Regions from separate parts of the Canis lupus genome. Here region 1 is linked to region 2. Evidence: chromatin contacts called from public Hi-C data. All regions are on one chromosome and are shown on one strand. Each heading gives the region's core, a stretch centred on a gene start, on an enhancer-like site or on the middle of the called end of the contact. The rest is flanking DNA. Distances are from core to core; before and after follow the strand shown. Region 1 holds the start of FEM1C (protein fem-1 homolog C). Region 2 holds the start of CCDC112 (coiled-coil domain-containing protein 112).

The links. Hi-C and Micro-C count contacts between places; a contact is called where the count stands out from the background.
Region 1: a Hi-C map of blood shows a contact between it and region 2, with 2.4 times the contacts expected there. The contact joins the promoter of FEM1C here to the promoter of CCDC112 in region 2. A contact is called at or near these places in 2 of 9 Hi-C or Micro-C datasets (both in blood).

What each region holds. Positions count from the first base shown.
Region 1 is chr11:5,540,734-5,545,715 of UU_Cfam_GSD_1.0, forward strand. It overlaps FEM1C (protein fem-1 homolog C), which reads right to left and starts at 1,580. Exons shown (of 4, transcript XM_038551842.1): 1 at 1,423-1,580; 2 at 592-624; 3 at 1-497. The coding sequence starts at 437. LOC102151249 (a long non-coding RNA gene) reads left to right here and starts at 1,062. Exons shown (of 2, transcript XR_005366514.1): 1 at 1,062-1,265.
Region 2 is chr11:5,321,120-5,326,326 of UU_Cfam_GSD_1.0, forward strand. It overlaps CCDC112 (coiled-coil domain-containing protein 112), which reads right to left and starts at 2,040. Exons shown (of 9, transcript XM_038551839.1): 1 at 1,903-2,040. The coding sequence starts at 2,025. LOC119876793 (a long non-coding RNA gene) reads right to left here and starts at 4,091. Exons shown (of 2, transcript XR_005366513.1): 1 at 3,895-4,091; 2 at 3,342-3,528.

The DNA.
Region 1 (4,982 bases), core at 330-2,829, 220 kb after region 2:
TTGGACACTTCCAAATCAGCTTTGTGTTCCACGAGGTACTTCACTATTTCCAAATGGCCATCGAAACAGGCAGCTCGCAGAGGAGTGGAGTTGGTCAGAGTTGTGTTGTTGACAGACGCTCCATGATTTAACAAAGACTGCACCACCTTCAGATGTCCTGCTGCAGAGGCGGCCCACAGCGGGGGAGCCCCCTCAATGGTTTCGCCATCAAAGTTGACAGAGCCCCCCACTTCTATGGAGGCGCTGCAGTGCTCTAGGAGGAATTCCACCATGTCAAGGTGCCCGTACCTGGCGGCCATCAGGAGCGGCGTGGCTCCATTTGTTTTTTCAGAGATCAAGGAGGAAACCTCCTCTTTGGATTTGCTTGCCAACAACTTGGTGAGAAGCCGGAGTTTGCCATCCCGAGCTGCGTTAAATACTGCTGTCTTTAGATCCATTTATGTCCGGTGGAGAGGCTGCGCTTTCTTTATCCTTCAAAGCAAAGCTCCAGCTTCACTCTATCGACACAGGCAAGAGTCACAGGAACCAAAGTTCAGTGTTAATCGCTGCACCCCGAACGGATATAAAACCACGAAAAGTATGCTGTCTTACCGCCTCCCAACATCTGACAACCAGAGCACCAAACTAGAAAAGAGAGAGAAGGGGGGAAAAAAAAAAAGTGGCAGTTTTGAAATTTCCATAGGTAAGGGCAAAAACACTACTTAGGTCTCCTTAATTTCTCCTCCTCCGCGGCGGGAGTCGGCAGGGGGAGGAGGGGAGAGGCATACTCCAGGGACTACTCAAGCCCCCCAGACACCAGACACGGCGGGAGGAACACAAAGGGTGCACACGGGCCCTAAGGGTCCGGGGGGAGGCAGTCTCTCCCCTGCACACGGTCAGCGTAAACCCTCCCGGCAACCGGCTTTCTCGCCTCCTAAGCAGCCAAGCTTTGTTCTAGTTTCGGCTTCGCACACGCCCAGAGTGAGTACAACCGAAAAGAGGCAGGAGACGCGGGTTCAGAAACGTTCCTCTGGCTCCCAGCTGCAGGGGAGAGCGGGCCAAGCGCGAGGCTGAAGGCCTCACGGGGGCCAGAGGGGGTTTGGGGACGGAACAGAAAGGTCGGACACCACAGACCCGGCCGGCGCACGCACAGCGGCCGCCCCAAGGCTGCTCTGCGCTTCGCAAGTCCTCGAGCCTCTCAGGAAATCCGGCCGCCGTCCGGCTTAGCCAACTTGGCCCGCCCCACTTGGATGCCCCGGCCGCCCCCAGACCGCGGCCGCCCCTCCGTAAGCTTCCCCGCCGCCGTCTCCAGGCCCGGGCGGCCGCCTCCCCGAGCCCCCGCCACCCCCGCCCGGCCAGCCGCCGAGCCCGCGGCCTCGGCCCGCCGCCGCCTTCCCCCGCCCGCCCGGGCCTCCCCGCCGAGGGCCCCGCCGCCGCCGCTACCTGCCCGGGGGCCGGGCCTCCCCGCCGCCGCCGGCCGCTCACGCTCGGGCCGCCCCCCTTAAATGGAAACCGTTGTCCGCGCCGCCGCCGGGGCCGGCCTGCTCCGCCTGCAGCCGCACAGCTCGTCCATGCCCCGCGCCCCACAGGAATGAATCCGGCCGCGCCGCTCGCCCCGCCCCGCCCCGCCGCGCCGCGCCGCGCCGCCTCCCGCCCTCCCCGTCTGCGCGGGCTACAGCAGCTGCAGCGGATGCCGCGGCGGATGGTGTAATGGGCGGCGGGCCGGGGGCCGGACGAGCCGGAGCGAGGCTTCACATCACTGACGCGGCAGCCGCGCCATTGGGCCGGGGGAGGGCGGCGGCCGCCGCGAGCAACCGCGTAGGGGCGGGGCGGGGCGGGGGGGGGGGGGGGGCGGGGCGGGGCGGGGCGGGGCCGCGAGCCCGGCGGAAGACGCAGCGGCGTGAGGCACGCCAGGGGGCGGGGCGCCACGAGGGGGCGGGGCCACGCCGCGGCTCGGCTCGGCTCGGCTCGGCTCGGCTCGGCTCGGCTCGGCGGCCCGGGGGGGGGGCGGGGGCGGGCGCCGCTCCGCCGCCTCGGGTTCCCCGCGCACGTGTCGGGAGGCTGGTGTGCGGGACCTCTGGGTCCCACGGCCAGAACTTCAGGAGCGCGGTGGCTGTGGTCACTCCCTCGCACCCACCGACGCTCCGGGAGCACCCTCTTCTCTCCTGTTGGTGGAAATACACCGAGCTCTCATGGTTAGATGTCGGAAAAACAGAACAAGAAAAAACACGGGAAATCTCAGTAAAAGATTAGTGTGGGGCGCGCTGCCAGTCATGACTTATGCCTTTTTTTTTTTTCTTTTAAAGGGCTCTAAAAAACTAAAATGTTATGAAGAGTGCTAAAATTTCAGAGCAGTAAGTCAACAAGGTCAAGCTCTTCAACTCTTTGAACAATAAAACCAGAAAATGAAAGAAAGCCAAAAAGCTAATCTGAATGAAGATCACATCATACCGCAGGGAAGGAAACGTACCAAATCTGTGACGTTAAGGCAAGGGATGTATTAAACGAGATTGAGGAAAAGTGTAGGTATGTTTGGGGAAGAACACCCAAGCGAATCATGAGGAGGAAATAGTGTTTGAAAAACTGATCATCAATCTTGTGAATACTTTATTTTGTACCAATTCCTTGGGTACCACTGGGGGAAAGACTATTAGGTTAGACGTTATCAGACCCCGCCTCACAAATGTAATCATTATTTTTAAAGTCAGACATTTCACACACGCCCCAAAATCACAACTTCATGTTTGCTTCTTGACTTATAGTTTTGTCTAGAAGTTTATGTAGGTTTGTAGTTGATGTAATTTTGCATAATTGAAGTCCTAATTTTCTTTTTTTTTAAGATTTTATTTATTCATGAGAGACCCACAGAGAGAGGAGATACACAGGCAGAGGGAGAAGCAGGCTCCCTGCGGGGAGCCTTATGGGGAACACCATCCTAGGACCCCGGGACCCCACCCTGAGCCAAAGGCAGATGCTCAACCACTGAGCCACCCAGGTGACCTTTGAAGTCCTAATTTTCATACAAGTACATACTTTGTTTTGTTTTTCCCTTACTGTCCTCTAAAGATTTATTGTGTCCTTATAGTCTTAATAATCCTTTTTTATTAAGTAGTCAGTATACAGGTTGCATCACAGAACCCCAGAATTGAAGCTCAGGTTACTAGCATTGAGAAGAAAATACAGAAGAACAGAATTAAAGGATCAGAGTAGTCATTTTTAACAATCCATCAACCGAGAGGTTGAGCTGCTTTATCCTTAGTGTGCAGGTCACAGGTCTATACTCCCAAGACACAGATGCCACTGTACAGAGTCCTGACCAAAGCCTAGCCTGAGCTCTTAACAAATTCAGTAAGACGACGTGAAAATTTTTATCAGTGGCCTGCAAACTGAGATGTGCACCCTCGCATTCCCTCCAAGGGATTTTCAAGGGGTAGGTGCCTACTTAAGATCATTTTAAGGCCACTTGTTTCTGAATCTTCAACTTGCATCTATACTATTTCCTGAAACTGATTTGCTGGTTTAAAGAATGCAGTCAGTGTGTCTCCCTGCTTCATTTCCCAGCCATGCCACCATAGCTATATATTTTCCAAATTGCAAAAAGAGAGGGCATAACTCATTCAATGAGATCTTAGAAGGGTGCATTATTCCAGCGTGTAAAAACTCGAGGAAACTTTTGTCAGTTTTTTATCAACTTAAAATATTGGGCTGTATTGAGAAAGTGTATACTTCTAATGGCTCTGTAACAAATTCTTCTGCAAGTCATATGATTTCCAAATAATTGCTTTCAATAAAGGATGACCTGAAGATCACTATATGAGTCTATAAAGTAGGAGTTCAAAGAATTTTAAAGTTCAAAACCTTACAGCCCCATCTACTTATTAACGGTAAAAACATTCTTACAATTTACTAAAATGAAAAATAGAAAAAACACTGATGCTAAACTATATCTCTTTCTTCTAAGAAGTAGTATTTAACAGCAAACAAATGCAGTAATTGTAAAAAGTTACTTATGTCTAATACTTTAAAAGCTTTGTAATATATTTTATATTATTTTGAATAATTGATTATTTTTAATATATCTCAATCTAGAAGAAAATATTTCAGCACTTATAGTCTTTCAGACACAGGAAATGTAAAATATTAAATTTATTTATTTATTTTTTAAGATTTTATTTATTTATTCATGAGAGACACAGAGTGAGAGAGAGAGAGGCAGAGACACAGTCTCAGGGAGAAGCAGGCCTCACGCAGGGAGCCTGACATGGGAATTGATCCTGGGACTCCAGGATCATGCCCTGAGCCGAAGGCAGGCGCCAAACCGCTGAACCACCCAGGCATCCCCCAAATTTATTTTTTTAAGGATTATTTATTTATTCATGAAAGACACAGAAAGAGAGAGGGAGTGGCAGAGACACAGGCAGAGGGAGAAGCAGGCTCCATGCAGGAAGCCAGACATGGGACTTGATCCTGGGACTCCAGGATCACACCCTGGAATGAAGGCAAACGCTCAACCGCTGAGGCACCCAGGCGTCCATCCCTAAAATATTAAATTTAAATGTATATATCTTTTCATTGCAGAGAAATATAATAGGTGATAGATAAAACACATTCAAACACAGAAATATGTGAAATTAGGATATAATCCTGAGGGGTGAGAATGTGGAATGGAGTTACAGTGTAAAGAGAAAAAATAAGTGGAATATACTGTAGATAAACAAGAGTTTTTTCATATATTTTAAAAATGGTGACTGGTAGGCATAATTGCTATGGTGTTTAGATTTCACTGGATTCATTTAAGAGAGTGACTATTCCATTTTAAAGTGTGAATGTTTACGGCATGAAGGAAATTACATCCTTTGCAAAGACTTAAACTTACGATGAAAATTTTTATTTTTTATTTTTATTTTTTTAAAGATTTATTTATTTATTCATGAGAGACACAGACTGAGAGAGAGGCAGAGACACAGGCAGAGGGAGAAGCAGTCTCCATGCAGGGAGCCCGA
Region 2 (5,207 bases), core at 790-3,289:
ACAGTATTTAGAGAACAAATCAGTTTGAACTAGAGTAAGCCAGAAAGGCTTCATGGAAAAAGCCAGCAAGCTGGCTAAACCCCTGGGATCATACATTAAATAAAATGTTAAAAATTATTTTTAAAGTACTTAATGCATTATTATATTTTACTTTTTTCCCCCTAGGACATCTGGGCCAGAGGTAGAATAATAGAATTACAGGGGGATGCTGTGAAACATTTGGCTGAGGTGGAATTTCCTGAGCTAATAATTCAAATCAAGATAGAAAATCGCTATATTCTCTTAGAAGAAGAAATAGAGAGAACCTATCCTCACTTCACAAAAGCCTTCCTTCAAGTCTGGATTGATCCTCAAATACTCAGTGAGTGCCTACTATGATTCAGGACTAAAACACAAGAGAAAAAGGAAAATATGTAACATGTAGCCTACTGGTAATAAGTGCCATGGAGCAAAACAAAACCAGAAGAGGGAATAGGGTGTGATGAGTAAGGGGATTCAGTTTGGGTAAGTCATGAAAAGAAGCACTGAGGGACACCTAGGTGGCTCGGCGGTTGAGCGTCTAGATGCTTTTGGCTCAGGGTGTGATCCCAGGGTCTGGTGATCGAGTCCCACATCAGGCTTCCTGCATGAAGACTGCTTCTCCCTCTGCCTAAGTCTCTCCCTCTCTCTCTGTGTCTCTCATGAGTAAATAAATAAAATTTTAAAAAAAGAAAAGAATCACTGAGCTGATGGCACTTGAACAAAGTTACATGAAAGAAACAGAGCTAGGGGTGCCTGGGTGGCTCAGTGGTTGACCATTATCTGCCTTTGGCTCAGATCATGATCCCGGGGTCCTGGGATCAAGTCCCACATGGGGCTCCCTGCTCAGCAGAGAGGGGAACTTTTCCCTCTGCCTATGTCTCTGCCTCTCTGTGTGTCTCTCATGAATAAATAGAAGAAGTTTTTTTTTTTTAAAAAAGAAGAAAACAGAGCTAGCCACAGAATCAAGAGGGAAGAGGGAATCGCAATGACAAAGGTCCTAAGGTAGGAGAGTGCTAGGCATGCCTGAGGGACAAGCAGAAGGCTCTGCAGACCGTGGAAAGGACATCGGCTTTTACTATGAGGGCTCTGAGCTGAAGAGTGTCATTACTGGACTGAACTGCCCCGGCTGTTGAGGATACTTTAAGAAGGCAAGAATGTTAGAACAGAAACCAATTCAGAAAGTATTTCAGCCAGGGAGAAATGATGGTGTGGACAAGGGCAGCGGCACTGGAGATGTGAAGAGTGAGTGGGATTTCTGACTTACTCTGCAGGTAGGACACGGGGGGCTGCCCACGCTCTGGGTGTGGGCTGCGGGACAACGAGAGCAGTGGAGGTCTCTGGCGGAAGCAACTGGACCCAGCCGTCCCTGAGGATCCTCTGGTCCCCGGCGCGGAGACCGAGGTCCTAGGCAGATACGAGACCACCCCGTGTTTAGCTCTTCTTGTGCTCCTCGCTCAGACACAATAACGGAGCAGCCACCAACGACCGGGCACCGTGCAGGGCCCCGCGGACGTGGGGACCAGAAGGCACGGAGTCGCCAAGACGTTAGGTTCTCATCACGGGGCTGGGGGCGGCGGAGCCAGGGTTCCCACCCAGACTTTGCCTCGATGCCAAAGCCACATGGCCGTGGCTCTGAAAAAGCAGTTGCACGCACAAGCCCACAGAGCGCGACGCCCGGCGTGGGCCCGGCCGCGGCCAGGGGAGGCTCCCAGCGCCCGCGCCCCCGCCCCCGCCCCCGCCCCCGGAGGCGCTGCGGCGGACACCAGCTCGGCGGGGGCCCGACCCCGTCCCGGCCCCGTCCCGGCCCCGGCGCCCGCAGCGCCCACAGCGCCCACAGCCCCGCCCCCCCGCGGGAACGGCTTCCGGCCCTCCGCGGGTTACCTGTTGCGGCACCTGCGCGGCTCCCACGCCGCTCCCGGGGGCCGCGCCCGCGCCCGCCCCCGCCACAGCTCCCGCCACCGCCGTGGCCGCCGCCGCCACCACGACCGTCGTCAGGGCCGCCATCTTTCCTCGCCCGGCCGCTCGGGCTGCAGCGGCCACGCGGGCCACGGGGTCCGGGCCGCGGGAGCTCCTGGTCCTGCAGACGTTCCCTGCGCGGCGGAGCCCCACGGGACGCAGAGCTCGGCGGGGCCACGGCGCGGGGCGGGGCCGAGGGGCCGAGGGGCCGAGGGGCGGGGCCGGGATGCGGGGCGGGGGCCGAGGGGCGGGGCGGGGGCGGGGCCGGGGGCGGGGCCGGGATGCGGGGCGGGGGCCGAGGGGCGGGGCGGGGGCGGGGCCGGGGGCGGGGCCGGGATGCGGGGCGGGGGCTGAGGGGCGGGGCCGGGGGCGGGGCCGAGGGGCGGGGGCGGGGCCGAGGGGCCGAGGGGCCGAGGGGCCGAGGCCAGGGCAGGGCAGGTCGGAGATGGAGGGTGGAGCCGAGTCGTCGAGCTGGGCCGCGGCTCAGGACCCGGCGGGAGCTGGGGGCGTTGCTGGGCGCGGCCGACTGGGAAGCAGGCGGGAGTGCAAGGAGGGCCGGAGGGATAGGGCGCGGGCGGGGGACAGGGCGGGGCTCCGAGGGGATGCTGAGCCGGGCGGGAGCGCGGGGCGGGGCCGGGGCCGGGGGCGGGGCGCGGGGCGGGGCCGGGCGCGGGGCGGGGCCGACGCCGGAGCGGCGCCGAGAAGTGCGGCGGGGCGGAGGGCAGGGTGGGGCCGAGTCGTGGGCGGGACAGGGGCGCGGGGGCACCGCGGACCAAGTGCAGGGCGGCCGGGGGAATCTGGCCGGGCTCTGCCGGGGCTGATTCAGGGCAAGGCGGGAGCGCGGGCGGGTCGGCTTGTGAGGCGGGGCCTGAGTGTAGAACGGGTTGGGAGCGGGGCCAAGGTGTGGGGCGGGTCGGAGCGCGGGACCGGGCAGGACCTGGGAGCAGCGTGGGGCGGGGCCGGAGAGCGTGCGGGGAGGAACCTGGGTGCCGGCAGGGCGCGGCCGGGGGACGGAACGGGGCGGGGGCGGGGCGGGGGGCAGGGGCGGGGCGGAGTACGAGCAGAGGCGGGGCCGGGAGGAACCTGGGTGCCGGCAGGGCGCGGCCCGGGAACAGGAGGGGGCGGGGCGGGGCGATCGGCCAGAACCTTAGCGCTGCTGCGGGTGCGTGTCAACTTTCCCAAAAGCTTCACTACTGGTATTCAGCAAAATCTTTCTAAATCCCTCCTTTACCTCCAGTCCCCTACTCACCTTTTACTGTCACATTTATTTGTGTTATATATAGATATAGCTCTGTCTATAGTTACATATTTTACCTAATAGGACTGCTTTCTAGGTTTCTACTAAGTGCTGGTGAAACAGAGTCTCACTGTAAAAGCATTTATTTATGAGTTTGAACAATTAACTGTATTTTACACTTTCCAAGAAACGAAGCAGGGCATGCCCCGCACTGTCAGACGCCAGAGGCAGAAATGCCACACTTGGTCAATAAGAAGGGACATTTCAAAGACACTGTGTAGGGGAGTTGGAAAAAATCCATAGATGGATGACTCCTGCAATTAAGACACAGACAACCAGTGGCAGTTTGCCGGGTTCCTGGGCTCACCACCGCCTTTTCCTCCTCTAAAGAAATGGATTCATCCATTCATCCCTTCACTCATTCAATCAATATCCAGCTCCTGCTAGGGTCCAGGCCCTGTTCTAGGCCTTTAGAATTCATTGTACAATTAGACACATGTATGCACATGGGGGCACACCCACACACTTATACGAGGTTCCTTCTCTCTAACTTTTAGGGAATTTAAACAAGTAAACAAACAGGGTATTTACTGAGCATTTACTTTGTGCTCACACTGTTCTAAGTAACCCAGTGAAGTAGGTATCACTATTATCTCCTTTTCACAAATAAGGATACAAACCTCAGCAGCCTGACTCCAGAGATCATCCTGGTAGAGAAGTTCAACAGGCAAGTGGATGAATGTCTCTGGAGCCTGGAGAGAGATTGGAGCTTAAGATGTGACTTTGGTCTTCATCTGCATGTAGAAAATATTTTATTTTATTTTGTTTTATTTTTAAGTATTTATTTATTTGAGGGGAAGAGGGGCAAAGAGAAAGAGAATCTGCACCAGACTCCCCATCCTATGTGGGGCTTGATACCATAAACCCAAGATCATGACCCCAGCCAAAATCCAGAGTCAGATGCTCAACCAATTGAGCCACCCAGGCACCCCTGCATGTAGAAAATATTTTAAATAACTCTGAATGAGCTCACACAGGAGGATAAATTGAAGTCTAAGAACTGAGTCCTAGGGCCTTCCAACATAGGTGACCACGGACAGGAAGAAGAGGAGGGAGACTCAGAAGGAGAGGTCTGAGAGAAGGGAGGAAAACCAAAGGTCTGTGGAAGAAAAAAGTGTTTTGAAGAGGGAATGATGCACTTTGTGGTCTTCTGCCCAGAAGCTTGAGTGAGAGGAAAACAGAGAAATGATGGTTGGATTTGACAACAGGGAGGCCATGGCCACCCCAAGACGAGCAGCGCCAGTGGGATGGTGAGGACAAAGCCTCACTGAGACGGTTGAGGGAATATTGAACATGAGGAATAGAAATAGAAATAACAGATGTTTTGATGAATTTGTGATACAGGTGATCAGACAAATGAGGTGGTCTCTGGAAGATGTGCGACCAGAGAAGATGTGTGATCTTTGCTGTGTTGTGTTCCAAGGTGAGGACTACTAGAGAGTGCTTGTGCCCTGGAGTCCAGGACAGAAGTGGAAAGGTCTGTCTTTGATATGAGTATAGGCTCTTCCCGACTGGACGGTTACAGTGCAAGCTGATTGGTAGATGTGGTGAGAGAAGATGGCTTCCTCTCCTCCCTTCGTTAAGTAGGAGGAAGTAGGCAGCTTGGGTGTGTTGTGAAGGTAAAACCTCTCTAATTTAGATATGCACATTTTGTCCAAAATGAGATCTGTTGCTATAGCACCCCCTGAGCTCCTGTAACTGTTAGTCTGGAAAAATCTGGCAGCTTCAGGGGCAGTCAATCAACAGCTTCATTTCAGTGGTCTCTGCAAGGGGCAACACTGGAACGGATAATCCACGGGGATATACACACTGCAAGTAAGATGCCTACTGTTTAAGGCTTTCAATGATTTATTAAGATGGAAAATTCTGGGAAGTGATTAAGAATCTCACAAACAGAAAATGAGAGCAGACCTTTGCAATGAGATTAGGCAGC